Regions from separate parts of the Astyanax mexicanus genome. Here region 1 is linked to region 2. The links are chromatin contacts, called in public Hi-C maps. All regions are on one chromosome and are shown on one strand. The core of a region is the stretch at or near the end of the contact, and the rest is flanking DNA. Distances in the headings are between cores, read along the strand shown.

What was found. A called contact is a pair of places that touch in the nucleus more often than the background predicts.
Region 1: a contact with region 2 is called in a Hi-C map of blood, with 5 times the contacts expected there. The contact joins the promoter of LOC103026136 here to the enhancer-like site in region 2. A contact is called at or near these places in 2 of 3 Hi-C or Micro-C datasets (blood and muscle).

What each region holds. Positions count from the first base shown.
Region 1 is chr1:86,230,336-86,236,510 of AstMex3_surface, reverse strand. LOC103026136 (disks large-associated protein 2) reads right to left here and starts at 4,740. Exons shown (of 12, transcript XM_022684282.2): 1 at 4,684-4,740.
Region 2 is chr1:86,185,938-86,192,254 of AstMex3_surface, reverse strand. It overlaps rhag (Rh associated glycoprotein), which reads left to right. Exons shown (of 10, transcript XM_007255505.4): 3 at 2,856-3,006; 4 at 4,370-4,517; 5 at 4,901-5,067; 6 at 5,414-5,551. Among protein-coding and RNA genes, the nearest start is that of rhag, 12 kb to the left of the region's middle. Within about 2 kb of position 4,989, the one cell type or tissue checked has an H3K27ac peak away from gene starts, as active enhancers do.

The DNA.
Region 1 (6,175 bases), core at 3,491-5,990, 45 kb before region 2:
TTTAAACTTTAACCCTTTAAATATTTTAAATAAAATAATTCTGAGGGAAATTTTTCAGTAGGTTAAATGGGCTGTAAGATGTGAAAGTTTGCGAACTCCTGGTCTAGTGGATGAGCAACGCAAAAAATGAGCAGCAATAGATGAGCTTCTGCTTCTGACTTATCATCTACAAGGTGGAGTAGCTTATGCAATAGTGTCTAATAGAGTGGAGAGTGAGTAGTAGAGCTTAGATCGAGCCCAAAAAATCCAGCCCGACCCGGCCTGAGCCCGTGCCCCTTGTGCCCGAGCCCGACCTGACCTGCTACATACACTGTCCTTTTGAGCCAGAGCCCGAATTAAACTCATCATTGAGCTTTTAAAAAACATTTTCAGAACGTTTAAATGAGCTAAATCTGTTCAGAATTACGTTAATCAACATTGCTACACTGAAGATTATTCAAGAAAAAATATTTATTCCAAAAGATTAACATAAAAAATGTGAACAACGATCCACAGCCCTAAACATTGATAAATTAGGCTACAAGAATGATGTCTCCAATTTCCTTCAATTTAATATAATTAACATAAAATAACTTATAATTTAACATGGTTTAAGAATAGAAAATAATTTCTAAACAAACAATTTTTTTGTTTTGAGCTTATAGTCTAAGTGCAAAAACAAAAAACAGTAATAAGGCTATGCACCGCACTGCACAGCGCTACAAGTCAAGTGCAGAATACGAGCAAGTGGAGTGTGCACTGCACACTTGTGCACCTTTTTTAAAACACTTTTTATTTGTAAATTTGCTATATTGTGATTATCACACAATAGCTTTATATAAAATAAAAAAATAACATTTAAAAACAGACTCCTATATCACAGATTATTTTAGAGCCCAACCCGAGCCGGCCCAAAGAAAGTAGTGGTAAATCTCGGTCCGCCCCGTCCCGAGTTTAATTCTGGCTTAGGGTTGGGCAGAGAATCTAAGCTCTAGCGAGTAGACACAGTGTTTAAAAACTCCAGCAGCACTGCTGTGTCTGATCCACTCGTACCAGCACAACATACACTAACACACCATCATGTCAGTGTCACTCCAGTGCTGATAATGACCCTCTACCTAACTAATAGTTGCTCTGTGGTGTCTCTGTAGGGTCTTAACCATTGAATAACAGGGTGGAAGGAGGATAATAAAGTAACCAGAGGAACAAAATGACTACAATCTGTAATTACAGAACTACACAGTGTCTTATATGCCCAGTGGAGATAAAGATAGATACAAGAGTAGAAACAAGGAGCTTCATCAGAGTACAGTGCACACTTGAATCAGATAAATCTATATTCTTTCCTTAAGAGGAAAACATGGAGAAAAGGTCCATCTACTGGCCAAATATCTGATCAACAGGACAGTATCCCAGTTGCAGGCTGGTGGAAAAGGTGGAAATCCTTCAAATATATTTGTATTTGAATATGGCACCATCTAGTGGCCAAACACAAACACTCTTCCACACAAAAAGTGAGTTTGTAATTTAGGCATACTGACATACAAATGGCAAATGAAATATGAGCTGATAACTGATTTCATACTAATAAAGTCAGATTATTCATGTTATTCTTTTTATAGTTTGTGTGTGTTCCTTTTTTAAAACACATAAATTCAGATATTAAAAACTGTTTCCCATTCTTTAATCTCCCCCTATATCAAGGACAGCTACAGAACCCATATTTCAGAAGTAATTAACATTCTTGAGAGACAAAGAGAAAGAGAATGAGAGAGAGAGAGAGAGAGAGAGAGAGAGAGAGAAAGTGAAGAGTCAGTCTGGAAGAACTACAAAGGCAGGACACCCATAATAACACTGAGGAGATCACAAAGGAGAACCGATTTGGGGCAGCTAATAGAAAAAAAGGACAAGAGTAGAAACATCTACAGGGGTTGGACAATGAAACTGAAACACCTGTCATTTTATTGTGGCAGTTTTCATGGCTAAATTGGAGCAGCCTGGTGGCCAATCTTCAATTGCACATTGCAGCAGTAAGAGCAGAGTGTGAAGGTTCAATTAGCAGGGTAAGAGCACAGTTTTGCTCAAAATATTGCAATGCACACAATATTATAAGTGACATACCAGAGTTCAAAAGAGGACAAATTGTTGGTGCCCGTCTTGCTGCCGCATCTGTGACCAAGACAGCAAGTCTCTGTGATGTAATAAGAGCCATGGTTTCCAGGGTAATGTCACCATATCACCAAGAAGGACCGACCACATCCAACAGGATTAACTGTGGACGCAAGAGGAAGCTGTCTGAAAGGGATTTTCGGGTGCTAACCCAGATTGTATCCAAAAAACATAAAACCACGGCTGCTCAAATCACTTCAGAATTTAATGTGCACCTCAACTCTCCTGTTTCCACCAGAACTGTCCGTCAGGACAATAAATTATTGTGGTCTAAAACCAGAGGTTTCAGTTTCATTGCCCAACCCCTGTAGAATGTCTAACTTCAACATTCACCCTGGTTGGATGATACCTTACCAACACCCCCTGTAAAAATCAGTGCTGACAGCTGGTGATGACAAAGATTTCAGTATTCTGAGGGTATCAGAATCTGCTTGGCTTCAGTGTGTGGATATTAAATGACGGATTAGAGCACATTCCCAGATGGAGATAGTGACTCACACAACTACTGTAGCCGTACTGGTGCTCTGAAAGCATGTCCACGCCAACCTCTGATATGATCAACCAGCACAGTCTCCATAGAAACAGCAGCCACAAATGAATAAAAAAAAAAATGCAACATACAGTATGCACAGCTCATCCTGAAACCAAGCCTGCTCTCAGGCCTTCAGCCAAGCAGGGATTTCTTCACACATCACACACACATCAAAGAGGAAAAATATACACTCAGATTCTCTTTTAGGCTGCAGCTCCATCCACTACCTTTTATATCCAAATCAAAGACAATCATATTCAGCATACATATTCAAATAGACTGGGGCCATCGCCCTTTAACCCATGCCCCGTGCACACACACACCCACACACACCCACATACACCCACACACACACACACACACATATAGTGATACAGCGAGCACACACAGCAGGGAGGGCTAAGGGTATTAGCCTTAACCACTGAGGCACCACTGATAACCTCATGTGGCTGAATGCAATCAAATCCTTGTAGCAATGTAGTTCAAACATGTGATGTAAAGCCCACCCACAAGAACAGAGGGGGTTACTGTAGTAAATAGGGACAAACCTTCTTTATACTCAAAGTCAAAAGAAAAACTCATGACACATGCTCAGAACCAGTCAAGTTTTGAAAGTGGTTACAAAGATTAAAGGGTAGGACAAAATATAAATTTTGTAATATATATTGCATAGTTTTTGTTTACGATACGGTATATGGTACATGGTGTCAAATACTGATATTTTTATGGACACATGAGAACTTTTAACCAGCTGTTTGCCACATTGCTTTCTGCTCTGCTGGACGCTGGGGAAACAACTGATCCCAATAGGGATCAGCTAACAGCGGTGCGGCTGCTTGTTCCTTAATTTGACTTACTACAGTTACTGCTAATCAAATAAATATGGTAAACCAGCGGTGAAAATATTGATTGTTTATTTCTGTGAAACGTACACCAATAAAGACAATATTTGCGTATTATATCTGCTTATAAATATGAGTATTGTGTTCTCTTAGACAGTTGTCTTGCGGTATATCACGTTTTGTAGAATCACAGCATTGTGACATCATCTTTATTATGGGCAATGTCTTGTATTGTGATAATATTGTATCGTGAGATGCCCTGCAATTCCCACCGTTTATATCAATGAATTACTATTATCCCAGGAACTATTCTAGAACAACATTACGGAAATGGCAGATCACAATGCAAGTGCAGCAACAATGGCGATTGTAGACCTTGCAGTGACATATTGGCATAAGCGTAAAACAGGTTAGTACACTAATATGTTTTTAGAGATGCACTGAAAGAAAACTCTGGCCAAAATGAAACAAAATATGTGGCTAAAGTTTAAATACCATACTATGTTATTTTGCCTATTTAAACTGGTTTTGCCACTGTTACAGACATTAAATAGCTTAAATATATAATTTTTGTTGCTTTTCTTTAAGTTAAGTATACAACTACAGATCAAAAAGATCTAAAATATTATTATTTTGTTATAAATTGTTGTGCTTTTCATGCTTTTTTCGCACAAATAAATTTGGTTGCTAATTATTTGATGCATCCCTAATGTTTTGTGTACTAACCCAACATACTTGTAATTTTAACATTAGTATATAATGTATACTTTATAGTATTGTGTTTGTAATATGTTGTACGTAAATGTCAAAATACTCATGTACTCTTATCTTTTTAGGTCAGCGTATTTAATAGACTCAAATCTTATCAAATTAATAAACCATCTCTAACCTTTGATAAACTGAGGACAGACATGTACAAAATGCCTCTAAACATAAACACAACGAATACTGATGCACTGTACAAGTGTCTGATACCTTCCAATCACTGTACAGTAAACTTCCTCCAATGATGAGTCAAAAAATCAGCTTACTTTTATCAGACACACACTCACACACACTTTCCATGCACTTGAGAACTGGGTGCATAAGTTCAATGGGTTCAAATTATTCTCTCACCCTCCCTCCCTCCTTCTGTGATTTCTCCTCCCTCATTTCTCTTACCTGAGTCAAGCTTCCTGTCAAGGAAAAGGCAGCAGTGTGTCCGCAGTAGCCATGGTAACACCTGTGCGAAATGGAAAAATGATTATAGATACAATAGAGTGAGATGGATTCATAAACAAAGGAAGATAATTTGGCTTAGCAGACGAGCAGAGAGTGCAGAGAGATTAGCAAAAGACAACAGAGCACTTAAACATGAAGAGGTGAAAAGGATAGAAAGATAAAAAAAGAGATACAGCTTCCTGTCATTAAATTTTTATTACTATTAAGACTTTTTAACCCCATGTGACAACACTTCAGACACACTACTAAAATGAATAAGGCATTATAATATGACATATAACTGATCTGATCTCTCCTGACTGCCCCAGCTGTCTCTCTGCTGGATCTGAAGATTGTCCGATCAGCAAGACCTGCTCAACTGGGCTGAATCCTGACTCATCACATCACTATATGTGGACCAACTCCAGCAGTTCACACTGAAATCTCCATCTTTTCTGGCTCAGTCCATCACAGCAGCACTATCACACCTGCATCCACGTACACCACCCGTGCAAACGAATCCCAGGAGCATCCTACCTTCTTCAGTGCTGACATTCTTATACCATCCTCATCTTCACATTATCTCCTTCATCGGTAGTGATGAAGCATCTGCATCTGCACACCCCAGCACTGGGGAGAATGAACTGGGACGTCACATATTTCTGTCTAATAGGGCATCTACAAGAGGGATATTTCCAATAAAAGCATCAGCTGGCATTAAGGTAAATGCTGCACTGTGTGCTGGTGCAGTCACACAGAGATTTGTTTTGTCCACCTGTATTCGGACATGCCCCGCCCCCACAGGACTACCGGCACTGGCTAGTAGCTCCCACTTACAGGCTCTCCAACAATAGGTAGGCAGGACTGTCTGAATACAGGTGGAGAAAAAAAGCCTGGCGGTTCAGTGCTACAGGCTGCATGTTTGGTGCCCCCACATGGCAGTTCTGTATCCAAACAATCTGAATCCTCACAAATACTCAGATTTCATTCATTTTGGCTAGAATGCATAAATTATGATTGCTGTCAGTAATCTGTTTATAAATGTAAATGTAAATGACAAATCACTCTTTTGAGCAAATTTTAGTAATCTCTTTCTGTTCATTATTTATTGTAATATATGAAAGATTGTTCTAGTTCTGTTTCAGCACCAAGTATCTACAATGCTGCTCTGGCTATAGTTTTTCAATTAGCTAATGAACATGCCAGGGGTGTAGCCAGGCATTTTAAAGGGGACATATTATGCAAAAATTCATGTCCACTTGCATCTCAACCACCCCTATAAACACTTGCGTGAAAGCGTGAAAATCCATCCATCAGTTTTCTGTGGGTCAGCTGAAAGAGTATGGTCTCAGGAATAATACGCTTGTATGAGACATTTGTATGGCTCCCTTTATGGTGATGTCCCAATAAGAAAACCTGCATAGAACCACCCTGGCACCACCCCTCTCCCATC
Region 2 (6,317 bases), core at 3,740-6,239:
CTCTGTGCCGTATCCGCGACTCTGCCTGTAATACGGCTTCATCGGCTACCCATTTCCTCCCGGTTTTCACTCTGACCCCTGCCTGGGCCACCTTAGGGTCGCTGGAGTCCCTGTACATCATTACTTCTCTGGCCCTTGTCACCTTAAACTCCTCTTCCAGTGATCTCAGGGGCAATTGGAGCTTGGTGTTGCGTCCGTAGAGAGCAATGCTGCTAAGGCTCCTAGGCAGACCCAGCCACCTCCTGAGGAAGCTGCTGACTTTCCTCTCTAAGCCCTCCACGATTGAGATTGGCACCTCGTAAACGAGCAGAGGCCACAGTACCCTTGGCAGGATGCCGTGCTGGTAGATCCAAGCCTTGAACTTACCAGGAAGCCCAGACCGGTCCACCGCTCTCAACCAGCTTTCCAGCTCCTGACAGGTTCCCTGAACGGATACTGAATCCTTCAGGCTGCTGTTAAACTCCTTGCCCAGGCTCTTCACTGGTTTCTCTGAGACAGTTGGGATTGATGCCCCTCCAATACTGAAGCGGAACTTATCCACAACTTTGCCCCGCTTCAAAACCAGCGACCTTGATTTTTCGGGCTTAAATCTCATCCTAGCCCACCCACATAGCTCCTCCAGCCCTTGAAGGATCCACCTACTGCCGGGTACTGATTCGGTGGTTATAGTCAGGTCGTCCATGAATGCCCTGACTGGTGGTTGACGCACTCCTGTCATGGTCTTTGGGCCCCGACATTGAGTTTCGGCAGACTTCACAAGCATATTCATTGCCAACACAAAAAGAATCACGGAGATGGTGCAGCCTGTGATGATCCCAACCTACACTCTGTGCCACTCTGATGTTATGGACCCTGTTGATACTCTCATGCTGAACTGGTCATAGTAGTTCATGATGAGTTCAGCCACTTGGCCCGGCACATGGTGCCTCTCCAGGGTTGTTTGGACCAGCTTGTGTGGGATGGAGCCGTAGGCATTAGCCAAGTCTAGCCAAAGCACTGCCAGGTCTCCCTTGTTCTCCCTGGCTTCTCTAATGAGCTGGGTCACCACTCCTGTATGCTCCAGGCACCCCGGTACTCCAGGTATGCCGCCCTTCTGTACTGAAGTGTCAATGTAGTGGTTGCTAGAGAGAAAGTCGGTCAGCCGCCTTGCTAATATGCTGAAGAAAATCTTCCCTTCGACACTCAGCAAGGAAATAATCCTGAACTGGTCTATGTTCTTGGAAACTTCCTCCTTTGGGATCCAGACTCCTTCAGCAAATCGCCACTGCCGCGCCACTTTTCCTCTTCTCCAGATAACTTTCAAGATCTTCCACAACCTTTCCAGTAACAGGGGACAGTTTTTGTAGACCTTGTAGGGCACTCCACTTGGACCGGGAGCTGAACTAGATCGTGCCTTCTTCACAACATCCTGCACCTCTTTCAGGAGTGGTTCCCTGCCATCAAACTCCTTGGTGGGCGGAGGTGGTTGTATCAGGGTGTTGCACTGGCCTAAGTCCTGCTGCCTGGCAGGGTCGCTGTAGGTGGTCTGGATGTGCCGATCGATCTCTTCCTTGGAGCAGGCCAATCTCCCACCACGCCTCTGTCCCAAGAGTTGCTTAGTGAAGCCGAAGGGGTTGGCTATAAAGGATGCTCGCTTCCTGGTCCTTTCTTTCCGCCTCCGTCTGTGCCATTCAGCTCTGCGGAGGGTCAGCAGCTTCTTTCTCAGAATGGTTCGCAGCTCTACCAAGGGAGGGCGTTGCTCCTCACTTGCCTCCTTGAACTGCAGTTTGAGAGACTTGAGCTCCTGCCGGATCCGGTGGATTTTTGCTGCTCTCTGGTTCATGGTGAAGGGTGCTCCTCCTATCCTCTTCTCCACTACTCCGAACCTTTCCACAGCTAGCCTGACGATGATTGTCGTCATCGTCTGCAGCCTTCGGTCCGCATCACCCTTTGCCGTTGCATCTAAGACAGAGTTGGCATCCTCATCAAACTGCTGCCAGACTGCTGTCTTGCAGGCCTGTGGCCATTTGATTTGAATCCTCTCCGGAAGGTCTCCAGAAGTCTGTACTCCGGTCTCCGGAAGTCTGTCTCGAGGAATTGGTTGCGGCACTTGGAGGTTCCTGGCTCTGTGGGGTATCTCCGGGCCTGGCTCCTCCTGCGTCTCATCAGGTTGAGTACCTGTGCGTTGTGGCGCTTGCTCTTCCTCCAAACATCTCATCCGGGTTTGGTGAATCTTAAGACCTCGACTGTTCTTGCAGACCTTTCCGCATCTGCACTTGCTTATCGTTAATTGCAGATGCGGAAAGGTCTGCAAGAACAGCCGAGGTCTTAAGATTCATTGTGGGACTAGATTTTTAACGATAGATATATACTATTTTAACACGTATATCATAAGCATAGCTTATAATGTATTATGATCATAATGCTTAATAAACATGGCTATAGTGGGTTATGCATTTTTATAAATATTTATAGCCATGTTTATAATGCCTTATGAATGCATTATAATATATTATGAATATAGATATAGAGTCTAATAAAGATGACATTCATAGAAAGTGTTACCACACATACATGTTATGGATGTCACTATAAGAAAATTTATGGCATTTTTATAAATTATTATGAATTCATAATGCATTATTATTACAGGTTTAATAGGAAGTGTTACACAATTTACACCGTTTTTGATGCTATATGTAACCTTTAAAAAAGGTACTATGAAGATTCTGCTAAATGCTTTTTTTTTACCAATGTCCTTTAAAAATGCACAGAACCATTCATTCAAGGACATTGGTTCTAGTAGTTGCCTTGGGTCTGTAAGAGAGCTTATAATATACAGTAGCTAACTGGAACCTGCGCTCCTCTCTACACAGCATGATCAACGCAGATTTCAGCACAGCCACAGTGCTGATCTCGTTTGGTGCCGTACTGGGGAAGACCAGTCCAGTGCAGCTGCTCATCATGACCCTGCTGGAGATCACCACCTTCTGCATCAATGAGCACCTGGCTGTCACAATGCTGGGGGTATGCATTGTGGATTTATTCATTCCTAGTTTTAATCACTAACTTACTGGAACAATTTCAGACCTCAGAACTCAAAGCTTGACAATTCTCCACAAAATCACCAGATCTACATATGTATGAATAGGTTAGATTAGAATGTGGACAACATATATTATTATTACGTGGGGTTAGACATAAATTATTACCCAAGTATATCATGATATAGCATGATACAAATAATAAAATAAAAATTGAATACTGCTTGTTTTACCGCCTTTTTGTGAAACTTTATGGTTAGTATGGATGAGTTTATGGCTTCAGATTGACCTGGTCAAAACAACAAACATGGAAACTGAAAAGAATGTATCCTGTGGTTAAATTAAACACAGGTAAATATATAAAAGTCTGGCCCGCCTGCTTTCACCATAAACAGACACAAAGCATGACAACAAAAATGCTTTGATGTATATTTTGGGTCAATGTTCTATTGGAACACCCAGCTGTGTCCACATTTTAGCCATGTTACATATTAAATATGTTGTCCTTCACTGTAGACAGTGACACTGCTGATCCAGTCCCTTGCAATTTATTGCAGGCCTGTGTCTCACTGACTTTGAGTAATTTCTGACCTTTTAAACCAAGTTTCTCTGAGCTGACGGTGAGAATTTGGGTAGTTTATTAAGAAGCAGCTTGAAGACACAATACTGACATAAAAATCATTGACAATTCTTCTTAGATTTGCAATCACAGGAAGCTGAGTGGTCTAGCGGACTAAAAACTGCCACTATGATCAGGAGATCGCTAGGCTCTGAGAGTGCTGTGATGCTGCTCAGCAATGCTGCATCAGGAGCAGCTGGAAAAGAGGCGGAGGCTGACCACATGTTGTGGAGGAGGGATGTGCTAGTCTTCACCCTCCTGGTGTTATAGCATCACTTGTGATGTTGGATATACATCTGACTAACAGCTGAATGGATGGGAGAGTCGGCCTAGCTAAATCGGGGATAAAACATGAATTTGAAATAAATCATTAAAATAAAAAATATGCAACCCAGCTTTAATCAATCGTGATCACTAACAGGGCGTTAAGAGTGATCGACCAAAACAAACAGCTCAACATTATCATGACACTGAAGTCAAAGATGAGTGTATGTAAGTCATGGTGGATGATGCAGATCTCAATTCATTTAGCCAAGATGTTTTAGGCTTTCTCCCTCTACGATCATCACTATATCTTTTATATTCACAACGCATTAAGTAGAGTAAATACCTGGATTTCTAATTGTAAAAATAATATACTGGGGAGTAAAAAAAAATGTGAAAATGTGAAAATGAGTACTTACTCAATAATTTCAATATTATACAAATAATTTTTTTCTGTTAACAGGCCTCTGATATTGGTGCCTCCATGACCATCCACGCTTTTGGAGCATACTTTGGGCTTGCTGTGGCTCGCGTGCTTTACCGTCCTGGTCTGCGTAACGGCCACGATAATGAAGGCTCTGTCTACCACTCTGATCTGTTTGCAATGATTGGTATGTGCAAAAACTCTACCAGGAATTACATACAGCAGTTACACACTGACAGTAACTGATCAGGTACATTTCATTTACAGCTGCAGTACAGTACGCAAGACCATCATTAATAATAACCAGTAACAGTAATGCTACCAAACAGTGGAGGTGGCTGGCAGTTTGGAGGAATGTTTAGTTGTTAGCAATGTGAAAATGCAAAATGATTTGTTACAAAGTTCAGTGAAAAAAGCAAACAACTCTCTGAACATGAGTTTGCATACATAAAATGCAATACAGTTAATTAGGATGTGGTAAAATACATGCATTTTTTAATTTCATATTTTAAATATGTTGTCTAATTACTTCCTGTTTGCCTTTTTTGACTGTTAATTGTGTGTCTGTAGGTACTGTGTATCTGTGGATGTTCTGGCCCAGCTTTAACTCTGCCATCGCTGAACCCGGAGCTGCACAGCTCAGGGCCATTGTTAACACCTACTTCTCTCTGGCTGCGTGCACACTGGCTGCCTATGCCACCTCCAGCCTGGTGGAAGGAAAGGGAAAACTGGACATGGTGAGAGAAAATTTAATTTACAGAACATTGAAAAAAATAAAGTTGGATTAAATATCTACAAGGATATTCAAAAACGATTTAGAACGTCTAAAAACTCCATATCCTACAATGTATGTCTTAAGGTCCACATTTGTGTGGTTTTATGTGATTTTACTGATATAAGAGAAATTAACTCTGATTAAGAACTTCAGTTTCAGTTAGCAGAGCTAAACTGTGGAAGGCTGAAAAACAGCCTGTTTTTGCAATTAAGCTTTTAAATGTTCACATTTCTATATGGAGAGAAAATATGTTTATAATAATATTAAATCCTATGTTTCTTAAAAACGTCCATGTTTTTGTCTTGCAGGTCCACATCCAGAACGCTACACTGGCCGGTGGAGTTGCTGTTGGAACTTGTGCTGATATGGCCATTGGTCCTTTCGGAGCCATGGTGATCGGAGTCTGTGCTGGAATTATCTCCACTCTCGGCTTCAAATTCCTCTCTGTATGTACATCCAGCTATACATACATATTAAAACACAGTCTACACAATCACATAACAAAATCATAGATTTGGTTGTTGACTTTAGTTCCAGTTTTTAGTTCCACTAGAAGCAAATAAAGGAAATAAAGTAGTTGGTAGGTGCTGGATATGAACTGGAAATAATGGCTATCCCCCAGTAGATCACACACCACAAATCATAATTTACTATATTAATGTTAATTTGCCTTTATTCAAATATTAGTATTTCACAGATAGATGGTAATGTGGGGTTTGTATGTGTAGCCCACCTGGGAACCAAGTTTTGTTAATAGGTTCCATGTTGATCCCACATATGGATGTCAGTGATGGGCCCCATCAGGGTCAGTACATCTTGGTTGTACACTACATGAGAATTAGATAGTCTGCAATGATTGGTCCATTTGGAAATCCCAACTGTTTCCCAGTAAAAATACATGTACAAACCCACTCTGAGTCCACTCATGCCCACCTAGAACCCACCTAGCCATGGGGGACCCTCTGAGTAGCCATCATGCAAAGAGGAAAGCAATGGATCCCCAGCTATGTTACATGGCCTGTGCCAGCCATCTGTTTAGCTGATCCTGTGCTGTTGTAACATGATTCTCTGTTCTAAGGTAGTGTGCGCCGAACAGGTCTATTGGACTGAATGTTAGTTTAAGGACTATTGCAGTACTAAATACCCAGCCTGTCAGTCAGTTTTGCTTGGTAAATTAAACGTTTTTGGGCAGTAAATTGATATTATCACCTC